Linked DNA regions of Rattus norvegicus: regions 1 and 3 are each linked to region 2. Evidence: chromatin contacts called from public Hi-C data. All regions are on one chromosome and are shown on one strand. Each heading gives the region's core, a stretch centred on a gene start, on an enhancer-like site or on the middle of the called end of the contact. The rest is flanking DNA. Distances are from core to core; before and after follow the strand shown.

The links. A called contact is a pair of places that touch in the nucleus more often than the background predicts.
Region 1: a Hi-C map of kidney shows a contact between it and region 2, with 2.6 times the contacts expected there. The contact joins the promoter of Hpcal1 here to the promoter of Odc1 in region 2. A contact is called at or near these places in 8 of 12 Hi-C or Micro-C datasets (the Rat2 cell line, Schwann cells, frontal cortex and 4 more).
Region 3: a Hi-C map of liver shows a contact between it and region 2, with 2.2 times the contacts expected there. The contact joins the promoter of Nol10 here to the promoter of Odc1 in region 2. A contact is called at or near these places in 3 of 12 Hi-C or Micro-C datasets (hepatocytes and liver).

What each region holds. Positions count from the first base shown.
Region 1 is chr6:46,205,481-46,208,686 of GRCr8, reverse strand. Hpcal1 (hippocalcin-like 1) reads right to left here and starts at 1,793. Exons shown (of 5, transcript NM_017356.3): 1 at 1,561-1,793.
Region 2 is chr6:46,056,898-46,059,946 of GRCr8, reverse strand. It overlaps Odc1 (ornithine decarboxylase 1), which reads right to left and starts at 1,282. Exons shown (of 12, transcript NM_012615.3): 1 at 1,096-1,282. It overlaps Snora80l1 (small nucleolar RNA, H/ACA box 80 like 1), which reads right to left and starts at 100; the gene lies at 1-100.
Region 3 is chr6:45,871,667-45,875,005 of GRCr8, reverse strand. Nol10 (nucleolar protein 10) reads right to left here and starts at 2,025. Exons shown (of 21, transcript NM_001014076.1): 1 at 1,887-2,025. The coding sequence starts at 1,952. It also overlaps a transcript of Atp6v1c2 not described here.

The DNA.
Region 1 (3,206 bases), core at 544-3,043, 150 kb before region 2:
GGGAAGGATCCTGAGAACAACAAGGTAGGGAAGGGAAGTAACCAAGGGATCTGACAGGTTCCCCAGGGAACTGACAGGTTCCCCCAATGCAACCCCATGCTGCCCCTCTAGCTGGCGCAGTGCAAATACTAAAGTGAGGTAGGCTGAACTGCCAAGATCAGTACGCATTTTCAGGGCAGTGCGGTTTTACCAGGTTTCAATACCAAATATATTCGTTTTTTAAAATCAAGGAGCAGAATAGGAAAGAGGGTGCCACCCGGACCTCAGTCTCCCGCATCAGGCTGACTGCATGGGAGCCAAGGCAGGCGGGGCTTGGGGGTGGGGTGTAGGGTGTCTAACAGGATTTAGAGTCCTGGCGAACACCCTCTTCTGGGTGGACTTGTTAGTGGTTAGAACAGAGGGTGGCTTCCTGAATGACCAGGCCGGGAGAAAAGCTCCAGGAACCCCAGACTATGAGTCTACAGAGACAGCCACTTTCTCACCGCAACTCTAATTCCAGATTGACATCCTCCAGGCACTTGTTGAACAAAAGGACACGCGAGTCTGTAGTCGCAGCCTTCCGGAACGCTGCCCGGGCTCAGGAGCCTTCCGGGCTAGCGCCCTGCGCTGCGGGCTCCCGCACACTCGAAGGCCGCGTCACGCAGCCAGTAAGGTGCGGAGAGGAGGTATCGCACCCAGCCGCCTAAACTTTCTCAATTTCCAAGCTTTCGCTGTGAAGTTAGATCCAGGAAGGAGGCACAAACCACCGTGCAGGAGGAAATGAGAGCGTCATCCACAAAAAAGGCAAAACAGATTTCTTTTTAATGAGATGAGAATCCAATGAATAGCACCTACTGTGTGCAAGACTCTGGGTCAAGAACTGCGTGTGGTGCGTTCTCTAGCGTCAAGACAGCCCCAGAGGGGCCACCCTCATTTGATACAGACGCAAATTGCGACCCAAGAAGGTGGCCTGTCTCAGGCTCAGGTCTCAGGGCAGGTCACAGCGAGGCCAGGACTGGGTTGGTCTTTCCCTCTGCTCTAGAGCTGATCATTGCCAAGGGGTCCCCATCCCTCTTCGAAGCTCATAATTATCACGTGGACCTGCCCCCCGTGGGGGGGGTGTAAACGCCCGCTGCCCACTAGGCAGGCACTTTGCTCATCGGGTCCTAGTCCTACCCTCAGGTTCCTGAGCTACGTAGTGCACGGAGCGACACCAACCGGGGGCTCAGCTTTCCGGGGCAGACCGCCCACGCCCACCCCGCCACCCCCACTCTGCGCACAGCGGCTCCTCCTCGACCCTCGCCAGCACTAGTCCCCACAGGCAAGTGTGCCCGACACACAATTCCACAAACGTAATCTAAAAAGTGCACATCCCATCGAGCCCAACGATCCCCACGAGGACACGCCATTCTAGAGCCACGCCACCGTCTGCGGTCAGCTGCAAGCCCACTACGCAGAGAAACAGGCACCGTCAGTAGCCGCGCGCACACACCCGCGCACTCACACAACCGGGTCCCAGCGAGCGGGTCACACACGCTCCCTCCACGCAGCCCCGCAGTCCCGCAGCCTCCCCTTCCCTACCGGCTCCGGAACTGGACGCGATCCGCTGGCTTCTCGAGCTCAAGTTCGGCGGTGGCTGAGGCTGGGGAGATAACCAATAGAACGGGCGTCAGTGCGCCCGCAACCGCCGCGCCGACTCTGCGACCTTCACCGCTTGGAGAGACAAAAGGATCCGCCGGCCCAGGAGAGAGCGAGGTGTAGGCGACCGCCGCTCTGCAGGTCCACCACCCGCAGCCGCCGCCAGCCCGGGAAGGAAGGGAAGAGAAGGCGGGACCGGAGGCGGAGGCCGGGGCGGGGCGCATCGCAGGGCGGGCACTCAAGTTTCCACGGCCCCGCCTCCTGCCTCGACCACGCCCCCGGTCTTAGCCCCGCCTCAGCTACAGCCTGGTCACTCCCCCGCCCTGTGCCACACCCACTGCTGGACCATCAGTGCGCCAATTCTGGTCCACTTATCACCCTGACCACTCGCAGTTTCTCAGCGCAGCAGAGGTCCTGCAGGGTGTTAAGGCCACTGGGACTCGGGAGGCAGGGCGGCAGGGTGGAAGGTGTGGGAGAGCGGGGGCGGGGTCGAGCACTGGTCCCACCTTCCTAACCCTTGACCTCTGGCCTGCGGGTAGGGAGAGGCTGAGAGGCGGTGCCCAAAGGGGATGGCCTTTCGCGGGCACCCACCCACCCCCGCTCCCCAGCTCCTCTCCCCCCCCCCCCCCCCGTACTTGGAAGGAAGTGCAGTTCTAATGTCCAGGGAAGTGGAAAAGAAGCTTGAGTCGCCCTAGGTACCCCAGGACCTTCTGGTATGCCTGCAAGGCTCTCCTCCCTCTCCACACCAGTCCCGTGTGTACCTATCACCCACTTTCCCCGCGCCTGGTTTAAGGAAAGAGGTTAGCCTGGAGGCGGGAAGACCTGTGTTCCAGCTGTAGTAACTTCTGCTAACTCATCCAGCCATCTTGCCAAGAAAACCCTTAGATTCCCTCATCCTCGGTTTTCCCACCTATAAACTGGACAGCGAGGAGGTCCAGGATCCTTCTTGGGGGTCTTTGCCTCCCTGACATTCAGTGTGGTTTCCGTTTCCTGGTGAGGAGGGGGGCTTGGTTGACATCTGGCCTTCTGGGTCCCAGTGGTGCTTCCTTCAGACTCCTGGTACACTCTGGCAGATCGCACCTGCCATGCCCACCCACTGCAAATATCCCAGAAGACAGGTAACCACAGAAACAGCTTATAAGAGGAGCTGGGCGAGCCTGTTGTGCAGAGATGAAACTGTCTCTCTGGCGTCTCTAGGGAAAAACTCAAATCCCTCCTTCAAATCCTCCTCCACAAAAAACATGTGAGTGAACTCCTACTATTCAGGAGGCTGCCAGGGGAACCAGTAGTAGAGCAGCTTGGAGGTGGAGGGCAACCCTGGGGCCTTCTCCATTCCTCCCTGCCTCTGGTGCAGAAAGGCAAAACTGAACCCAGAGGACTCAAGGGAATGTCGGCTGTGAGAGTTACAGGGCACCTATCTGATTTAGAGGGCTAGCCTTTGGGTCTCTCTGGCCACAAAGGCTTCCTTCTCAGTAAAGACCCTATCAAAGGTCAGTCTGCCCCTTTCTGTAGCACACCACTGCACAGGTATCTAGGGTTACAGGTAGGCAGCTCCCAGAAAGGGGATGGCTAAGGCAGAAGCCTTCAGA
Region 2 (3,049 bases), core at 33-2,532:
ATGCACCAAGGCTGGGCAATGGTTAGGAGCCAGTTTGCTCTAGCACGGGACACTATGAGAGGCCCACGGGGATGAGCCTGTCATAAATCCAAATCCATGCATGATAAAGCACACTTTAAGCTTTAAGGAGACTTTTGGCACTGGTCAACTTCGTTAGCTGCATAAACCTCTCTTAAGTGAAGACTACAGACCAGCGCCAGCCAACTCAGTTGTATATCACTTAGAACTGATGAATGGGCTTTGGCAGTAACTTTGTAATTTTAGGTCTTGTTAAGTATTTTCCAGGCAGCCTTCCGGCTTAAACCTGGAAAACTTTCATTGAAATACCACTTATTTTGCCTTTCCCTATCTTTGCCTCAATACAAAAAAAAAAAAAAAAAAAAAAGAAAAAGAAAAAAAAGATAAAAGAAAAAAAATGCTAACACTTTGGCATGGGAAGCAGCTAAATCCTGTTAAACAATTAGCACAAGAAGTTAAATCTGGATGAGATACAAGCCAATTAAAACAAAAATGAACTCCAGTCAAATTCTGCCCGATGTTAGGTTTGAATAAAACAAGCCACTGCATTCTTTTGTCCTCTCCCAGACATTCCTGACAGGATCTGCTCCCCAGTTCTACCAGTTATTGAGGATTCTGAGTCGGGCTTCCAAGACAGCCGGGAATCCGGTTTCCCGTAAACCCCTAAGTCATTCAAAGAGTTCAGTTCTAAATCCAAGTCACAGCCGGTGAGTATTCATTAGCAGGGACTCCCTGACTAAATTAGGTCTATCGACTTCCACTTCGAGTCCATCAGCTCTGCTCTGTACACGTAGCAAAACTAAAGAAAGCAGGAAACTGCAGGGCGGCTGCTAGCGGCCGGGCTCCCCTGCACCTGCCCTCCATCACCGCCCGGGCAAGTGGAGCGCCGAGCCCGGCTGACACGATGCGGGCTCCCATGGGGCGATCCGAGGGCTTGCAGCCAAGGGCCAGGAACAGCTGCTGCCTTCAGGGCGGAGGCTCGCAAGGTCACCAGCCTCCGGCCACGTGTCCCCTGCCGGCGACCGCAGTCCGGGCCTCGCGACACGTGGCCGCACAATCCTCCCGCGCCCCGCTTACCTCACAGCACAGGGAAGCGGCTGGCTGGACCCATGGAGAAGCCGCCACTAAACCCCAAGGCGCACCCGGCCGTCTTCCCGCCGCCGCCCCGTCAGCCGCCTCGTCGAGCCCGCCGCAGTCGCCGACCGGAGGTGGCGCCGAGCTGCTGACTGAAGGCGGCCGGCGGCGGCGGCTGCAGGGACTGACAAAGCCCGACGGTGCGACGCGCCGCTACTTATAGGCGGAGCACGTCGTCATGGAGACGCACCAGCTCAAACCAGCCCCGATCGGTTCCGGCCGGGAGGCGCGGGGGAGGGGCGGGGACTCCTTGGCGGCCAACCCGGTTCCCGACGCCGGAGGCGGGAGGCGCGGGCCCGGCGCGTCAGTGGGGCGGGGCGCCGCGCGTGCCCAGCCCCCCGCCCATCCGCCCGCGCTCCCCGCCCGGCCTCGTGCCGGACACTCCCTGCGGCAGGCCCGCGCACGCGCACCACACCACCAGTCCTGACTACCAGCTTGCCGCAGGGTCCTATGGGCAGCAGGCGGGATTCGGCCGGTGCATGCGCACAGGCGCTTGGTCGTCCGTCTTGCAACCGGTTCAATCACGCAGTCTCTCCCCGGGTCCTAACGGCTGAGCCCTGGCCTGGAAGACTAGCAAAACTCTTCCTCGGCTTTGCATTCAGCGCGTAGTATTTATTCCCTGGCGGGATCGCAGGTGCGAGCCGAGGATGGATGGGCCTTGAGTTGTGTGCGGGCCACGTAGACTAGACTTCGTGGTGTAGATTGACCCTGCTTCACCACCCTGTGTGCCTATGCCTGAAAACTTGCTGAGAGACAAGCCAGCAGAGGCTGGAGAGCCACTCCGTTTTACGTTGGTAGCTTCCAACTAGATTCTAGGCACCAGTTGCATGCTAAGATAATGCCTTTTATCTAAGCAAGAGTCGCATGTTAGGGAAGAGGTTGAGGGGTTTCAAGCCAACAGCTGTCCCTTATTCTGTTAAATCTTTCAGGGTAGCTACAACTAAGTCACTTTGAGAAGTCTGGACCGGAAAAGAGTCTGGGCAGTGAATTTGTATCCACCAAAGTTACATTGGTTTTTTTTTTTTTTTTTTGGTTCTTTTTTTTTTGGAGCTGGGGACCGAACCCAGGGCCTTGCGCTTCCTAGGTAAGCGCTCTACCACTGAGCTAAATCCCCAGCCCCCACCAAAGTTACATTGTTAAAGAATAAGTGGGACTGACTGGTTACTTACATATTCAGTATTGGGAAGACTTAGGAGTAACTCCAACTTGTTACTATGTACACGCTGTTAATGGTTTGTTAATTCTCAACTAAAACCCCTTTCCAAGCCCGGATGCCGGGATCCCAGAGGAGTACCAACAAAAACTATCTTGAAGAATCACAGCAAAGCAAATGAAAAAAGTAGCTTTCGAAGTAGCTTTTTCAAGCATGAGACCAGATGACCCAAGCCTTTAATCCCAGCACTCAGGAGGCAGAGGCAGGCTTTTTGTTTATTTGATTTTTTGTTTGTTTTTGAGACCTGGCTTCTGGGTGTAGCCCTGGCTGTACTGGAACTCCCTCTGTAAACCAGGCTGTCCTTGGACTCAGAGATCCACCTGCCTCTGTCTCGGGAGTGGTTGGATTAAAGGTATGTCCCTTCACCAGCTAGATCTCTGTAAATTTGAGACCAGCATAGTCTACAAAGAGTTCCAGACCAACCAAGGCAACATAGTGAGACCCTTCACAAAAACAAAGCCAAACAAACAAACAAACAAACCCTACTGGCTTTTCTTCAGAGGTCCCTAGAGGAAATCCACAATCTAGCTCCCCTCCTAAATTGCTGTGCAATTGTTTTGTGCAAGCCCCCTTCAGTCTTCATCTCATGTACCCAAGTCCTGGGAGGAAAACCCTGGTACCCACTTCAAGACCTGGGGCATAGTCCGTGAATATTTGTTGAATGAGTGAATGAAAGAACGAGTG
Region 3 (3,339 bases), core at 776-3,275, 190 kb after region 2:
CTGCATGTATGCCTGCACACCAGAAGAGGGAATCAGATCCCAGTGCAGACGGTTGTGAGCCACCATGTGGTTGCTGGGAATTGAACTCAGGACCTCTGGAAGAACAGAAAGTCCTCTTAATCACTGAGCCATCTTTCCAGCTTTTTAAAACAGACATATTTGTTTTATACATGTGAGTACATTGTTGCTGTCTTCAGACACACTAGAAGAAGACATCAGATCCCATTACAGATGGTTGTGAGCCACTATGTGGTTGCTGGGAATTGAACTCAGAACCTCTGGAAGAGCAGTCAGTGCTATAAGCGCTGAGCCGTCTCTTCAGCCCTCATATTCTGGATTTTTTGAAAAGAAAATATATTTACATATACTAAACAATTTTTTAAAACATCTGTTTTACAAAGCATTAAAAGTGTAAAACTGGGCTGGAGAGATTAAGAGCACTCACTGCTCTTCTAAAGGTCCTGAGTTCAATTCCCAGCAACCACATGATGGCTCACAACCATCTGTAATGGGATCCGATGACCTCTTCTGGTATGTCTGAAGATAATTACAGCGTACTACTCATATACATAAAAAATAAATAACTCTTTAAAAAAATTTAAAAAGCATAAAACTAATCCATCTAAGCTAAGAGAATGCAAATTCTCGAAATGATGGGTTTTAATTAATTTCTATATGGAGTGAGTGCCCCCAATGTGTGTGCATGTTCGTGTGTTGAGACAGAGTCACACTACGTAGCTCTGTAGCCCAGGATGAACACAAGCTCGCAATCCTCCTGCCTCAGCTTTCCAAGCAATGGGATTATAAATGTGTCTCTTTGCCAGACAAATATATTTCTCACAAAGAGTAGGAACAGACATAGGACTGGCCTAACAGCTGACCTTGGATAAGAAGTGGTTTTTAATAACACATTCACTGAGAGCCAATTTTGTTCTACAGGCAACAGTAGAATGAACAGCAATGAAAAAGCACTTGTCAGTTACAGTGACACTGAGTGGACAGGTCTCTACTGGGACAATTTTGCTTCCCAGAGGGCTTATGGCAACTTTTAAGTTTTAGTCTGTCATCCCAATTGGTTAGGTGTGGACCAGGGATGCTGGCAAACATTATATAAAACAACACCAGCAGCAAGGAACTGTCAGCTTAAAATGTCAATAAATTTGAGGTTAAACACCCCCCCATGGGAAAAAATTTTCTAAAAGGGAAAAGCCAATGTACTATTGTTACTAGCAAAATAATCTTTTGAAGTCTCTAGATATGCGGTCTCCAGACCCTAAGTATACACTGAGGCAGCCTGCATTTGGAACATGATATTTTGAAGAGCCTAGGGGTGGGCCATAATTTTCCTTCTCTCTGCAGTAAGTGAGTGCCTTACAGTCTGTGACTGTATTGCTCTGACTGTATTTCAGGCAATAATGTTTCAATTAAAGGATGTAGAGTAGTTTCTAGACAGTCAGCATGATCTTACATGAATCTATTACAGGCAAAACAAAGGTGTTGTCTTAGGGTTTCTATGCTGTCACATCTTGGGGAGGAAAGAATTTATATCAGTCACATTTCTACATCAGGTCCGTCACTGAGGGAGCTCAAGGCAGAAACTCAAACAAGGCAGGAACCCGGGGGCAGGAGCTGATGCAAAGGCCATGGAGCAATACTGTTTACTGGCCCGCTCGGCCAAGCCCTTCCCCATCAAACACTAATTAAGGAAATGTCCTACAGCTAGATCTCATGGGGGCATTATCTCAATTGAGGTTCCCTCCTTTCAGTTAACTCTAGCTTGTGTCAAGTTGACATAAAACCAGCCAGCACAGTCAGCCAATAATAAATTATAGATATATAAAGAGGGCAAAGAGAGGAGTAGCGGCGGCGAGAGGATGAGGACTCACCTCAGGGAGAGACTTGCCGCAGCTGAGGCTGTAAATCTTCACTTCGTTGAGGCTGGAGACCTGCATCGCGGCGCAGAGAAGCCGGAGTCCGGCACGCAGTCACAGAACGCCGGCCCAGCAGAATACGCCTGAATCCAAATCCTAAGCGAACCGGCACAACGTGCAGGAACTAGCGCGAGTTGATGACGCACTTCCTGACTCCGGAAGTGCACGCCCACTTGGACGCCCGAGGGCGGAAACACTAGAGACGAGCAGAGCGAGTCCAGAGAGATGTGCAGTTGCTCTGGGGTTGGAAAAAGCGAAAATGAAAAGAAAAATCGTACGAGAAAGCATGAGATGGGGAAGTGAGTTTGAACCTGATATCGTTCGAGACTAGAATGTAACAGTTATAGCCTCTTACGGTTTTTAGGAAGTTCGTAAATTGTACTGCTCTTTCAGTACAGGCTGCCTCTGTTGACCACATCTGAGGACTTTGGGTGACTTTATAACAGCAGAGGCTGTCTGCTAGAGAGGACCTTCTCCTGTCTTTCTAGCCTCTTCCAAACACATTATGAAAAGACGAATCTGGGAAGGAGAGAATGGTTAAGTAATGTTTTCTCTAAAGTCATGTGAAACCACTACCAAATCCTGGCTCGAGAATCTTTGGTAGGCACTTAAGCTATCATACTCGAGGCCCCCTCTAGTCCTCCGCTCAGCAACAGTCGGGTACTTTTATCTAAATTTGCCCTTGGGCTGTGGCTCATTAGTTTCTATTGGCTTTAGGAAGGATTGTACTCTCGGTGGAGACCTTTCTGAGCAAAGCGGATCAGCTACAGGACTTTTCTGTGCAGCTTTCCATCCAAGTAGTGTTGGCACATGCTCTGGACTCCCAGTTCTTAAGATGGAGCCATGTAGACTCCACTCAGACCACCTCGTGCTTCAGTTGCAAGACCCTGTCAGTCTCTTGAAGTTAAAACAGCTGCTTCAACTCCTTTCTGGGACAACTGATCTTTCCTCTGGGAGCACCCGCAGATGTGCTCAAGAATTTTTTACTTAGGTGATTGAGACAGAGTACCCTCTTACACTTGTGTTCTTCCAAATTAGACTGGAGAATTGCCGATTCTAAAGCTAGGCATAGTAATCCCCATCTAAAATTCAAGTATCTGAAAGGCCGAGACTGTAGAATTACCAAGGCCAGCCTGGGTTACAGTCTCAACAAAATAAATAAATGTATAAAGGTTGGAATCCCAAAACTTACCATGTAATAACTCAACCAAAAGTCATTTCACATCTTCAAAACTAGAATATTCTCTGACCTCCAGACCCTAGTTGTGTCACCACAGTTGCCAGCCTTCCTTCATCCATAACCAGATTCCTTAATTCAGTGTCCCACCATGCTTTTTTTGTTGTTGTTGTTTTTTGTTTTTTTTTTTTTAAATTCAATGCTGGCTTCATAGCCACCTTGGCTAAATCT